2 separate regions of the Mus musculus genome follow, and region 1 is linked to region 2. The links are chromatin contacts, called in public promoter capture Hi-C maps. All regions are on one chromosome and are shown on one strand. Each heading gives the region's core, a stretch centred on a gene start, on an enhancer-like site or on the middle of the called end of the contact. The rest is flanking DNA. Distances are from core to core; before and after follow the strand shown.

What was found. Promoter capture Hi-C pulls out the DNA fragments that hold promoters and counts their contacts.
Region 1: a promoter capture Hi-C map of hippocampal neurons shows a contact between it and region 2, with 25 times the contacts expected there. The contact joins the promoter of BC055402 here to the promoter of Boll in region 2. A contact is called at or near these places in 10 of 39 promoter capture datasets (the 3T3-L1 cell line, 3T3-L1-derived adipocytes, HPC-7-derived erythroid cells and 5 more) and 2 of 9 other capture datasets (adipose tissue and liver).

Annotation. Positions count from the first base shown.
Region 1 is chr1:57,212,098-57,218,475 of GRCm38.p6, forward strand. BC055402 (cDNA sequence BC055402) reads right to left here and starts at 2,899. Exons shown (of 7, transcript NR_037990.1): 1 at 2,723-2,899; 2 at 1,616-1,799; 3 at 309-542.
Region 2 is chr1:55,360,528-55,367,137 of GRCm38.p6, forward strand. Boll (boule homolog, RNA binding protein) reads right to left here and starts at 3,226. Exons shown (of 11, transcript NM_001368767.1): 1 at 2,772-3,226; 2 at 89-232. The coding sequence starts at 2,792.

The sequences.
Region 1 (6,378 bases), core at 1,649-4,148, 1.9 Mb after region 2:
TACATAGTAACATAAACAAGTGGGCAGCGGGAATGTGAACTTACAGGGGTGAGAGGCGCATCTGTCAAAGCTAAAAAAAAAAAAAAAAAAAAAAAAACAACCAAACCCGGCAATCACCTTCATCATATTTCCAACTGTGTGTGAAGATAAAACACCTTGTCTTTCTTCTATTAAACCCAGTAGACGACTGTCAGTGTCACAGGTCTAAGTTAAAGCAAGAGAGGGATGCTGGAGCCCAGGGCTCCTCACCCCTCATCTTGCATTCTCTCGAAAGTCTAATGGATCATTTTGTCATCTTGGAAACTCACCCCTTGCAGAGCTATCATGGCGACGGTGGTGGCAGTGGGGGTGGAGGAGGTTTTGAACAGGGTTCATCTCCACTTAGAGAAGCTTCTTCAGATTGGTCTTCCAGCCAAGGAAGGAATCGGCTCTTGGTCTAATCGTGAAGGGCTGAGCTAATCTGAACATCACATCGGGCAAAGCACCTCTGGCTGCTCTCTTGCACAGGTAACGAGAAACATCCACGCCACATTCTTGGAGCCCTGAGAGGAGAGCAGCACCTTGTACCAGGCCAAGCAGCACAAAAACTGGTTTTGTGTGAGAGTTAACATTGTATTTGAAAAAAAAATCACTGGAGTTTATCTACGGAGCACCAAGCTGGTTTTGAAATGTATTGTATTCTTACTGCACAGGGCCCTGGTCCTAATGAAGACCTGCGTGAAGTTCGGAACACTCAAGAATGAGACCGTGGGGGAAAACTCCACAGAGGATTACAAGCAGATATGTGGCAAAGACTGCCAGCACGCATGGTGTCCTATACATGAGCTTTTCCTGAGAAACTCAGACGGGGAGAATCGTCCTAGCTCTATAACTGACAGCAGGAGACTATTTCACAGTTCTGCCAAATTGTGGTGCTCCTCACTGGCCTCCCACTACTTCCCCTGCCTCACAACTCTGGGTTGTAAGTTCAGATTCAGACATTTTCTAGGTTTCTCTATTTTCCTTTTTGGCTGTTATGGACACAAGCAACATCCTGTTTCAAATAAGGATATATATATATATATATATATATATATATATATATATATATATATATATCAAATGATTCTTATAGAACTTATAGAACTTGATGAATTAAGTGTAGACAAATCAGAAACACGTGGATTTAATTCCCCCTCTGTATATGCATGGATTTAAATATTCAAAGGAACTGAGCCTGAGAATATGTCTTTTGAATTCTCCTGGACACAGAATCTTCATTGCAGGCTTGCTTGACATCTTTCCTATACCAGGTCAAATTGCATGGTAAATCCATACACGTGTCTGCCCAGGGGTCACAGAGGGAGGTCACAGAGCTGTCCACGACTCGGCAGCCCGGGTGATAACCGTGCTGTATGGCGTGTGCTGTGAGAGGCCTCAAGGCCTCCAGCTTGCCTGTGTTCACACTCACTGAGGTTTGTTTTTGTTTGGCTTTTCATCTGAGAGAAGAACGTTCTAATGAGTTCCACCACCACACTCCCACCCCCCCTCCCATCATTTCTTCCCATCGCTGAAACCCTCAGGGAGAATCTACTGTGTGTGACAAAGAAATATGTCTTTCCTCTGTGTTCCAGACCTTGGAAACCATCCAAGACCCCCTTTCCCCGGAGGCCAGCTCTCCTCCGTTATGATTTGCATTTCACCGCCATTCACTGAAGCCGGCGAGAAGTTGTCTCGGCAGAATGGTGCGAGCTAAAAGTGGGAATCGAGAAGCCTCCATTTTCCAGCGTGCTCTGAACAACATCTCTGCTGCCAGAAACCTAAAGCCAAATTCAATTTGAAATTTATACAGAAAAGAACATCCACACATTCAAATTCTCCTCCCCTTTCCCAAGACCTCCTCCTGACCTGGGAATGTCTATTTCATGTTTAATTTAATTCTAGATTGCTAATTAATATCTCTACCCCCTCCTGCCCCCACCCTTGCAATTTAATTTCACATTGTCTTCATTTTCTTAAACTCCTCTTCTCCATGAATTTTTAACTTGGAAAACAGAACAAAGCAGCTCTTGAAATGTAAGCAAGAATTTGAAAAAGAAAGAAGAAATTGGGTCAGAAAAAAAAAAACGGTCTTTTTTTTTTTAATTGATTCAGTTTAAACCATCTGAAAGTACTTCAAATATACTTCCCACAAGGAAAGAAAACCTTGTCACCCCTCCTGTATTTGGTCATCCTTATAAAGGCTATTGGAAGCTTGCGTGTAAGAAGGAATATTGAAGTTACTCAAGCAGCTGAGTTAGCACTGCACCCCAGTTCAAACTGATGTTAGCCAGAACTCACTCCCAAATTGAGCATGGGTTTTCCTGAGCTGTTACTGAAGGCTTCCCACAGGGAGACACTGGCACTGCAGAGGGAGCATCAGCTGCTTCCTGCTTCCTCCCCTGCACACCCACCTCTGGGAAATCAGCTGCAGCCTTCTCTCCTCACATCCGTGTCCAAGGAGCCCCAAGGAACAGTTGCTGTCTAAATACTGCCTGGGGAGTGGCACTTTAGCCCAGTGCAACCTTTATGCATCAAGTTCTCTAAACCTTCTCATATTTGCTGAAAGCCTTCATGTGTCCCAACACCAAGGAAAGTGGCTTGAAAGGCCAAAGGCCATGCAGCGTTAAGAGAATTTACCAGACTCCCCCCAGGAGTATGTTGTACCTCGTCTATGGTGGCCATCCTTCAATCCCCAGCTGACCTGGTATTTGGGTGAGCATGAAGGTCGAAAAAAAGGTCTCCTCTCTCTGCTGCTTCCAGAGCCCTCTGGTTTACAGGATAAGATCCAGACGTCTTTGCACAATGGAAAACTTATAAGAGCTGGGACCTGGCAGCCTTTCTCAGCCCTTCATTATCCCTCAGAAGTCACCCAGGTCCTTGTCCACTCAGAGTCTCCCTGGCTATATCAGTCCCTGCTTGTCCCTCCCTTTGAAAGGCTTCCTGGTTAACACTGGCTTCTTCATGAAGACTCAACTCAACTTTTCCTCCTAATTAAAGAGATTCTTTTGTCACGTGAGCCACACTTGGCTCTTCTCATGGTGACCTGATTTTCCTCAGCCAAGGCCTTCCTGCTTCCTGAGAGAAGACCTTACCGTTGTTTTCTCCCTGTAGCAGATGCATACTGGTGACAGATGTGTGTAAAGTACAACAGAGATAAGGGAATTGTGATAGCCAAGTCTAGAGGACCATTTTGCAGAGAGTTTATGACATCTTAGCAATCAACTTAGCCAGTTATCTGCCATCAATACCAGACTGTGGCATATCTGAACCATTATTCTTCCCCTCGGGTTATTTTTACTGAATGCAGAGCTCAGCCCAGCCGTGCCAGATGATTGTAGAACTTTGTAGAAACCAAGGGGCTGCCTTGCCTTCTCCCCAGCATCTGCCTACACCCCATCTCACTCTCATTCCTCATTTAAGAGTTCACAAATTATTCCAGCCAATTTAATAAAAAAAAAAATGTTCTGTGAGGTAAAAGGGTCATGGTGATTAATTTTGCTCTCTTAATGAGGAGAAAATTTCATTTTTTATTGTTAATAACACAATGCCACACTCCAGGTAAATTCTAAAGAAGAGGAGCTCGTGGTTTTTGTTCACAGTTAAGGGGTCACATATACTTAGCAGTGGCCTTCTGCCTGACAGAGTCCAGAAACAACACAGCATCAAAATGGTAAGAGATCTTGCCTAGATGGCTTTCATGGCACACCTACTCCAGAGATAACCCTTAACCCAGTAACCCATTAATCCATCCATGATGACAGAGCCCTAATCAAGACCTGTCTAATCCCACTTCTTAATTTCTCATAATGGAGATTAAGTTTCAACATTACATTTAGAGAGGACAGACCACATTCAAACCATAGCACCATGCAAATGAAACTGGCTGTTTGGTTTAGTCAGGTCATGTCTGAAATAAACTATGCTATTAAAACCAGGTTATACTCCAACCCTTACGGCTAAAATGCTGAGGTTTGCCCCTGTTCACTGTCACTAGACAGTGAAGTGCTTTCTATGAGCTGATTCATTTGATTTTTACCAATTCTGGGTGGCACCTGCTTTTTTGGCCCAAACTTTAGTGTTGAGAAAGCTGGCCACAGACTCCAGCAGACATTGCACACAGCCCACAGGTTTTGTATTTTTTAGGGAAAATGACCATTTCATTGGCCCCAGAGAAGCAGCAACAGAGCCACAAGTAAACGACCCACAATATCTACCTCGTTTCCAATTCAAGCACTCCCTAGATTCTCCAGTTCTTCCCAGATTGGTAACTTCCCCTGGCTAGTCTGTACACCAAAAGTCAGGTGGGAAAAGTCGAATTCCCAGAGTAATTGAAAAGGCCCTGATTGTTGCTCCTTCACTCCCACAAAACTGGCTCTAACCAAACTTTGACTGTCATTACATGGAGAGTGAGAAGTAGGGGTGTTGCAGAATACTTGATCACACAGTGAATCCAAAGATAGTGTTTCTAGCTATGGTGTGGCCCAGCCTTTAGCGCATACCTTTGATCCTGCTAGTTAGAATACAGGCATGCTTCTAGCACACACCTTTAATTCCAAACAACAAACTTGGAAAGTTAGTTTATAGAGGAAGCTCCCATGTTTAAAAGTGATACCTAATTGAGTGGCAGACAAAGTGACAAATCAGAGAAAGATTTGGCAGAATAGGCTATGTCCGATTCTCACGAGAAGAGAGAGAGGAAAGGGGAGCTACTTGAGGGGCAGTGCAGGGAGAGAGAGGAAGAAATTTTACAGGCAGAGTTTTACAGAGACAGGTTAAAGAGAGAACAAGCTATACACCAGTGAAGACAGAAGAGGACAGAGAATGAGCCAGAATATTAGAACAGATTGCTAGATTTAGCATGAGGCCAAGTGGAGCAATTCAGTAGGAACGGAAAGAAGCCAGTTTGAGTCAGTTAGCACAGAGAGAAGTTTCAAGTCAACAGCTGAGTTAACCAGTCAGCCAGAGATGAGAAAGAAAAAGAGAGGGTGAACTTATTCAGCAGTAAGTCTCAGAGCTGAAACCATTCTAGGCCTAAATTACATTGTACCAAGGCTAGAGGCTTCCAGGGCTAGGTCTAGGATGGCAGACAGAGGCAGTACGCCTCCAAGATGACAACTCGAGCAGGAGAATAAAAGTCACAGGTACCTAGGGATGCTGTGCAACATGGAGGACACCAGAATCCAGAGAGAGCTAACGAAATGTCAATCACATCAGCACTGCAGAGGCCAAAGGAGAAGGGGAGGGACCCTGCCAAACTTGATGTGGGTAGATCTCTACAGTCAATGCTGGCCACACATTGCCTTCCCAAAATTCTGAGTCTTGGAATAAAAACAACCACCATATTTGTCTGCAAATATTCTGTTTATCCAAGATTAGGGAGCAAGCTTAGACAAGCTGTCTTTTTCACCTCGACACCCTTTGCCACCCCCTTTTGCCATTCTGTGCAATTACTGTAAGTGCTACCAATCAGCAATGCACATGAAACCAGTGATGGTTCCTCCCTTATAAAGGGCAGGAGGTTTAGGCTTCCCACGCTCATCTCCATGACCCCCACCTGTTTTCCAGAGACACTCAGATGGATCTTTCCCAACTCTCAGGAGCCCTTATAACCTTGAAGGCCCAATGCCACTTCTGTTCCCAGCTCATCCATGTGAAGTGGTTGCCACACTTAACGTCCCTCCGCCTCTCTCTCTCCATCTGCAAAATAGCCCAAATAATGAGAGCCACCTGCTTCCCTCACAGGAGCACAGTGAGAATTAATGGGACTGGGCTGGTGCTGCCAGCTTTCCAAAGAGCTTGGTGTATTTCGAACGAGAGACTCTATGGATAACTAATACGGTTCCCTAATCACGGGACTTTGAAGCTGCCCGTATATTTTCAGAGCCAGGGATACAGGAACATCCGGTTCCCTATTTGTTATTTGAAATGGGGCCCAAAAGAGAAAGGGACAAGACATGACGGAAAGATATGGTCGAAACAACCCTTCTGGTGACCATCCATTCAACATCTGTCTGAGGGGGTGGGTGGGTGATTACAGGGCCTCAGACTGTGGGAGTCCATTATCATTAGCGAGGTATTTCAAGCTGAGTGGACCAAAAGGACAGGTCAGGCCACAGATATTTTTACTGAATGCAGAGCTCAGCCCAGCCCTGCCAGACCATTCCAGAACCCTCTGACTCCTCCCAGCATCTACCCACACCCTGGCCCAACTCTCACTCCTTATTTAAGACTTCACAAATTGTTCCTGCCAGTTTAAGCAAAAAATGTTCTATGAGGTAAAAGGGCCACGGTAATTAATTTTGCTCCCTTGACTGGAAGGTGAAAAGCTTTTTATTATGTAAATTATAAATGTCCTGA
Region 2 (6,610 bases), core at 1,976-4,475:
GAAATATTTGCTGAAAAATGAAGTATCCTCCTGCAAAGAGAAGCAGAACACTTTTGTCCCCCACCTTGTTGCACCCACAGATAGATACCTTAAAGTCAATTCCTCCTACAAAGATGCGGTTAGGGATCACAGTTCCGTATCTTGGGCCACTTGTTGGGTTATTCAAAGGCACAGGTGACACAGGATTAGGGGATGGAGATAATGAATCTGTTTGTGTCTGATTTGTTGACTGCTGTAAAATAAAGTCATTTTATGCTTTTAGCACTGGGTATAAGTTTTAATATAGGATCATCAAAGCTGTCATTTAGGCAAAATATGACATATTAGACTTGACTTTATTCTAAAATTACAAAGATTGTAATTTAAAATCTTTAGCGCTTATAGCTTTGGGGAGAAATAAAAATGAAGCACAGTACTTCACTCTACAGAATTGCTTACTATTAAATGTACTACTCAAATGTACTTACATTAATTATGCGATAGGCTATTTGTTAAGGAAGAATACTAAATTCATAAAGAAGTCAAAGAGGGAGAAAAAAAGACTCAGATATCTGGAGAAGCTTTGTCTCAACCATTCTGTCCAGGTGTTAAGTTGGCCTGGCACTCAGTTAGGCAGTGGTGTTCTCTTGTTAACAGAACATCAGCATTAGACAAGGTCACTGTAATTATAATGGAGCAAGATAAAAAAAATTCTTTAATCGTGTCTAAATACCTATAAAAACAAAAGCACTGTCTAAACCACAAGAACTACCAAACATTGCTTAATCCTGGATATTCTGAGCAACTGTTCTCCTTTACCAATCTTACTTTTAAAGCAATAATACACACAACCACAGAAACATTCCCGTTTCCTTACAATACGCATTTCAGGTAAAGCCCTTCTACCTGGAATTCTAAAAGTCTCAAGCCCATTTTGTATAAATTGTGTTCTTAACACCTGAGAGGCCCCATGGTGTACTTTCTTCCTTTGACCAATGACTTCACAGACAACTCAATTACAAATGTGTCTGTGGGCTATAGAATGAGTTCCCAGACAGCCAAGGCTACATAGAGAAACCCTGTCTTGTAAAAAACAAAACAACAAAAAAACCCAAAACAAATTGGTATATATCCATTATGTTTATACTTCTAATTTAGAAGGCTGAACATATCAATATCAGTGCCAATTTATTTCTAGTATAGAATTTGTTAAATAATGATGTCTTCACAAAATTCTGTAAAAACAAAGGAGTTCAATGGAAGTACTAGTTTGTTTTCAAGTTTAAGTAAGAAGACTCCATTTTCCTGTGAGAGGTGGATGAAATCAGTCCCAAGTGAAGAGACCTCAAACACTGAGAAAATGATTTTAAAACAACCAAATCACTTCAGTCCCTGTTTTTAAGGCTCCAGTGTGGATGTTATGGCTTTCTTTCTTATTTTCTAAGATACCACATATATACCTGTAATATATTACTATGCTGTAATATTCATGAAGACAGGATGCTTGCCTATTTTTTTTTTAACTCACTGCGACATGCAAAACAGAAACATCGCATAGCAAGTGTTCAGTGCCTATCTATCTGTTGACTGTATAAACCAGGTTTCAGGAGAGACCTGCTTGGTACTTGGTCAACATTTGGGTAAGGACCGAAGTATCAGTAACATTCTAGAACCCATTTTATGGTTAGAGGCAACAAGGCTCTGACAGAGGTAACATCAAGTTCCTTCGAGGTTAGCACTGAATTTGAGGAGAGGGAACCTCCCACTGTCAACCATTTGAAAGCATGGAGCTAGGAGGCTGCCTGCTCCAGGATCCTTAGTCTGGACCCTCTGCTTCCCCGTAAAGCTCGACCACCAACGAGTTTCTTAAGATGCTCTTCCAAGGTAACATGGCCCTAGTGCCGTCTCCTCTGAGGCTTAACCTCGACCTCGAGATGGATCATCTTTGCAAAGACAAAGGAAGAGGTGGGCTAACCGTCGCAGTCACCGCCTCGGTGCTCCTTCCCCTCGGAGGCCAGCAGGCTGAGGCGATGGGGCAAATGGCCGGATTGACAACGTCCTCGGGTTCTCTCGGGTCATCGTGGACCGGGACACCGACACGAGGGTCTCCCCCCTCCCCACCAAAGTGCGGGAGGGAAAAGAAGGCCAGCCAGCGAGAAATTTTGTCAGGCAAACCCGCCAGCAGCGGTGGCGGGAACCCTCAACGGCACCTACCACGCGCTGGCCGCCTCGTGCAAGGCGGGGCCGCGGCCTTGCGTGGGCGCATGCTGATTGGCTGGCGGCCGGGCACGGGGCGGGGCGCGGCACGTTACCAGGCTGCACTGGGAGGGCGGGGGCGGTGGGGGCCCCTAGGCCCCAGCCGGGCCCAGGCCTGACAGGGCAGCGCGCGTAGCTCAGGCCTTCCCGGGCTCAGGCCTTGCCCCGGGTCGGGGCGTCGACGACGGCCGCGCAACTCGTGCCCGCGAGAACGTGTCCTGAAAAGGGCGAGCCGTCGAGGGCGCCGCCGTCCGGGCGGGAACACTTGAGGGCGGCCGCTCGCTAGGCATGTTTGGCCGATGGCCGTTTCCCCCGAGCTGCCCGTCCGCCCCACCGAGGGCCAGCGCCGCCTCCCCCACCCCCAGCGCCCCTTCTCACACAGCCCGAGGGGCCGCTCTCCTCAGCGGGGCTGCCCGCTGCCCTCCCGCGGCGCGTTCCTTCCCAACCCCACAGCAAGGCTTTCGACTCCAAAGTCCACTCTTTCCAGCCCGTCCGAAGCCGGGCCGCGCAGAGTCCGGCCGGCCCTCAGCACTCACCGCCCGGGACTCGGTCTCCATCTTTCTAATCTCCGGAGTTCGCGGGAAGCTCAAGTTGGAAGGCGCGTTCGCAGGAAGCGAGCCGGCGCGTCTCCCGTCGGGGACTCGCTCCCCCTGGCGGCGACGGCGGCGGCTGCAGTGGCGCAGTCTCCGAGCCGGGCGAGCTGCCCTGTGGGGGCGGGGGAGGCGGGCTGCGCGGCGGCGGTGGCGGTGGCGCTGTGCGCAAGTCCCGGGGCCGCCGGGGCGGCGGCACGGACGGCGCGCACCGCGACTGCCAGCGGCGGCAGGACGGACGGCTGGACGGACGGACGCGAGCACTGCGAGCGGAGGGGAACGCGCCGCGGAAGGCAAGAGCGGCGAGCCTTCCCTGCCCTGGAGGGCCGACCTCTAGGGTCTACTACAGAGAGTGGCCTCTGGGGACTTCCGAAAGCTGGCTCGAAGACAGGAAGACAAGTTCCCACGTGCAAACTCTGCTCCCCCTTCCGGGCGCCACACACAGAAGCAGCGGACGCCTCTGCTCTCAGCACCTGTCGCTGTCGCTGTCACTCATCCCTGCCAGGGAGGGCGGGGCAGCGCAGTTCAGGCCCCTGGTAGGCTAGCTGCCCTGCGCTCCTGGCTAATAATGCATATTTCATCTCAGCACTTGGGAGGCAGAGTAGGAGGATTTCTGAGTTCAGGGTCAGCTTGGTCTATATACCGAGTTCAAGGATAGTTAGTTTAAGGGCTACACAGTGAGACCTTGTCTCCCTCCCTCCCTCCCTCCCTCCCTCCCTCCCTCCCTCCCTCCCTCTCTCCCTCCCACCCCCACTCTCCCATAAAAGAACAAACAAGCAAATAAAATAAAAGTAGGAGAGAGCCTAAGGGAAGGGAACCAGCTTCATTAGACTTGGCCCCATAGCTTTGGGAACTCCGTTCAAAGACTCCTTTGCAAGGACTTTTTAAAAAGTGCCTGAGAGCCTACCTTCTCTCTTAAGTAGTATGTAATTTCTGTTAGATAAATTCATGTAATAAGGACTGTCATTATTATAAGCAACTATCCATCATACACATATCTTGTTTCCGGTGCAGTGCTTTATGGTCATTTCTACTGTAAATAGGTGGCTAAATACTTGGGTCAAAGTCTAAAGCTGTAGCTTTAACCCTAGCGCTCTGCAACCCCGATTCTTCATCTCAATGGGCTGGCTTTTAAGGGCTTTAAGCCATCAGATCAGTATCAGCAACTGTAAAAAGTTACATAACTTGTCCTCAGAGTAAGCAGCAACAATATTAATGTTAATATGTCCAAAGGTTAGTTATCAAGAATAAATATCCAAAAGCTTAGTTATTTACCAAAAATAAGATGGGAAACAATTTTTGTTAATTGTAGAAGCATCCTAGCAGTTGGAATACTTTTCTGCATACAATTTAAACTCATTTTCTCAGGTTTGAGTTTCTGTGGAAAAGGAATAATACACAGATGTGTATTCAGATTTAAGTACATATTCTAGAATTGATTTTTGGGCATTCTATCCCTCCAGTTGTAACTAAGGATTTGATTATTATTTGATTAGTGCTCTTTTCTTCTGAAGTCTTTTTCTTTCCTACTAGAATAGTTACTTTTGAAGGGAGCATCTTCTAAAAAGGCCACTTGTCACAGGAAATACTTGGTCTGACATAATGAACAAACTTGAGGGAACAGTGACTGTGTTAGGGAAGATAGCTACACTCCTCAGTTCAGCTCCTCTTTTACTTCTTATCCAAAAGGAACTTAAAAAATACTTGGCTGAATCACACAAAATTATATTGGATCAACTTAGTAGACAGTACAGTTCTTATGCTCATAATGGGATATGCTGCTGGAAGGCAAAGTTCAGACATTAGTCCTTGTTGCCAAAATATTTAAACTCAACTGGGGTCTCTTCTCCAACTATGATCATTCAGTTCCCAGATAAAAGACGAAAACTCTTTACATTTATGACAAACCTTATATACTAGAGCTGGGCAGTTACTAATACCCTCTACGGTATTAGTATCCACTTCCCTATCAAATATCCCAAGTTATAGCTTGCCATGTTTCATTTGGATAGCTCTTAGCTCCAAATGACCAGCCCTCATGACCATGTTTTCATGATTCACATACCTCATGCTGTCTTATCTCTCTCTCTCCTTCATACTCATATTCCTTCTCCAACCCCAAGCCCAAGAATTGAAACCCCACCTACCTCTCTTCTTCCTATCTATAGGCTGTCAGCATCCTTATTCAGCCAGTAGTTTTAAATCAAAGAGTAAGGCCATAAAGCATCTCTTGTCCCTGAGTCAACCATAGCCGGTATTTAGTATTACAGTACATAGCAACAAACCAAACCTCAACAAGTCCTCAAGACATCTGAATGTTGGAGAAGCCAGGGATGGTTGTGTGTGACTGTATTCCCAATTGCCTGTGAGGCTGAGGCAGGAGGATCACTTGAGCCCACAGTTTGAGACCAGTCTGGGTAACATAAGATATCATCAAAATAAATAAATTAGAAAGGGAGAAAAGACCAATTTGTACAAATGATAATTATACCTAAACATGCTTAAAATAAAATACAAACAAAAGATGTGTGAGCTGTGATGAAAACACTGTGGGAATGTTAATATACATTGAGGGTCTACAGGGCCAGGAATGGCCATAATTAAGGCTGGGAATGCTGTCTTGGCAGGAAATGGGAGGGAAGGGTCTCAGACCTTTCTATGTACCCAATGCTGGGCTAAATACATTCCATTATTATTATTATTATTATTATTATTATTATTATTATTATTATTATTGTCAGACAGAGTTTCACAGTGTTGCTCAGCTTACCTAGAACTATACACTGAACACTGACCTAACTCATGGTCATTCTGCTTCAGCCTTTGATTACTGCATTTAATTACAGGACTGTGCCTACCATACCTCAGTTTTCTATTCAAATCTCATTAAAAAATTTAAAAGTAATTGCATTTATTGTGAGTGTGTGTGCATGTACACAGAAGACAACTACTGGGATTTAGTTCTCCTTTTCCAGGATCAATCTTAAGTTGTCTGGCTTGGTGGCAAGTGCTGTTACCCTCTGAACCATCTTGCCAGCCATTGCTTTGTCTCTGTCTTACTGACTCTCTCCAGTTGAATTTGAGCCTTAGAGAGGTAAAGTGACTCTTGTCACATTGTTAGGAAGGGTTGGATGCAGTTTTCTTTTTTTTTTTTCTTTCCATTTTTTATTAGGTATTTAGCTCATTTACATTTCCAATGCTATACCAAAAGTCCCCCATACCCACCCACCCCCACTCCCCTACCCACCCACTCCCCCTTTTTGGCCCTGGCGTTCCCCTGTTCTGGGGCATATAAAGTTTGTGTGTCCAATGGGCCTCTCTTTCCAGTGATGGCCAACTAGGCCATCTTTTGATACATATGCAGCTAGAGTCAAGAGCTCCGGGGTACTGGTTAGTTCATAATGTTGATCCACCTATAGGGTTGCAGATCCCTTTAGATCCTTGGGTACTTTCTCTAGCTCCTCCATTGGGAGCCCTGTGATCCATCCATTAGCTGACTGTGGGCATCCACTTCTGTGTTTGCTAGGCCCCGGCATAGTCTCACAAGAGACAGCTACATCTGGGTCCTTTCGATAAAATCTTGCTAGTGTATGCAATGGTGTCAGCGTTTGGATGCTGATTATGGGGTGGATCCCTGGATAAGGCAGTCTCTACATGGTCCATCCTTTCATCTCAGCTCCAAACTTTGTCTCTGTAACTCCTTCCAAGGGTGTTTTGTTCCCACTTATAAGGAGGGGCATAGTGTCCACACTTCAGTCTTCATTTTTCTTGAGTTTCATGTGTTT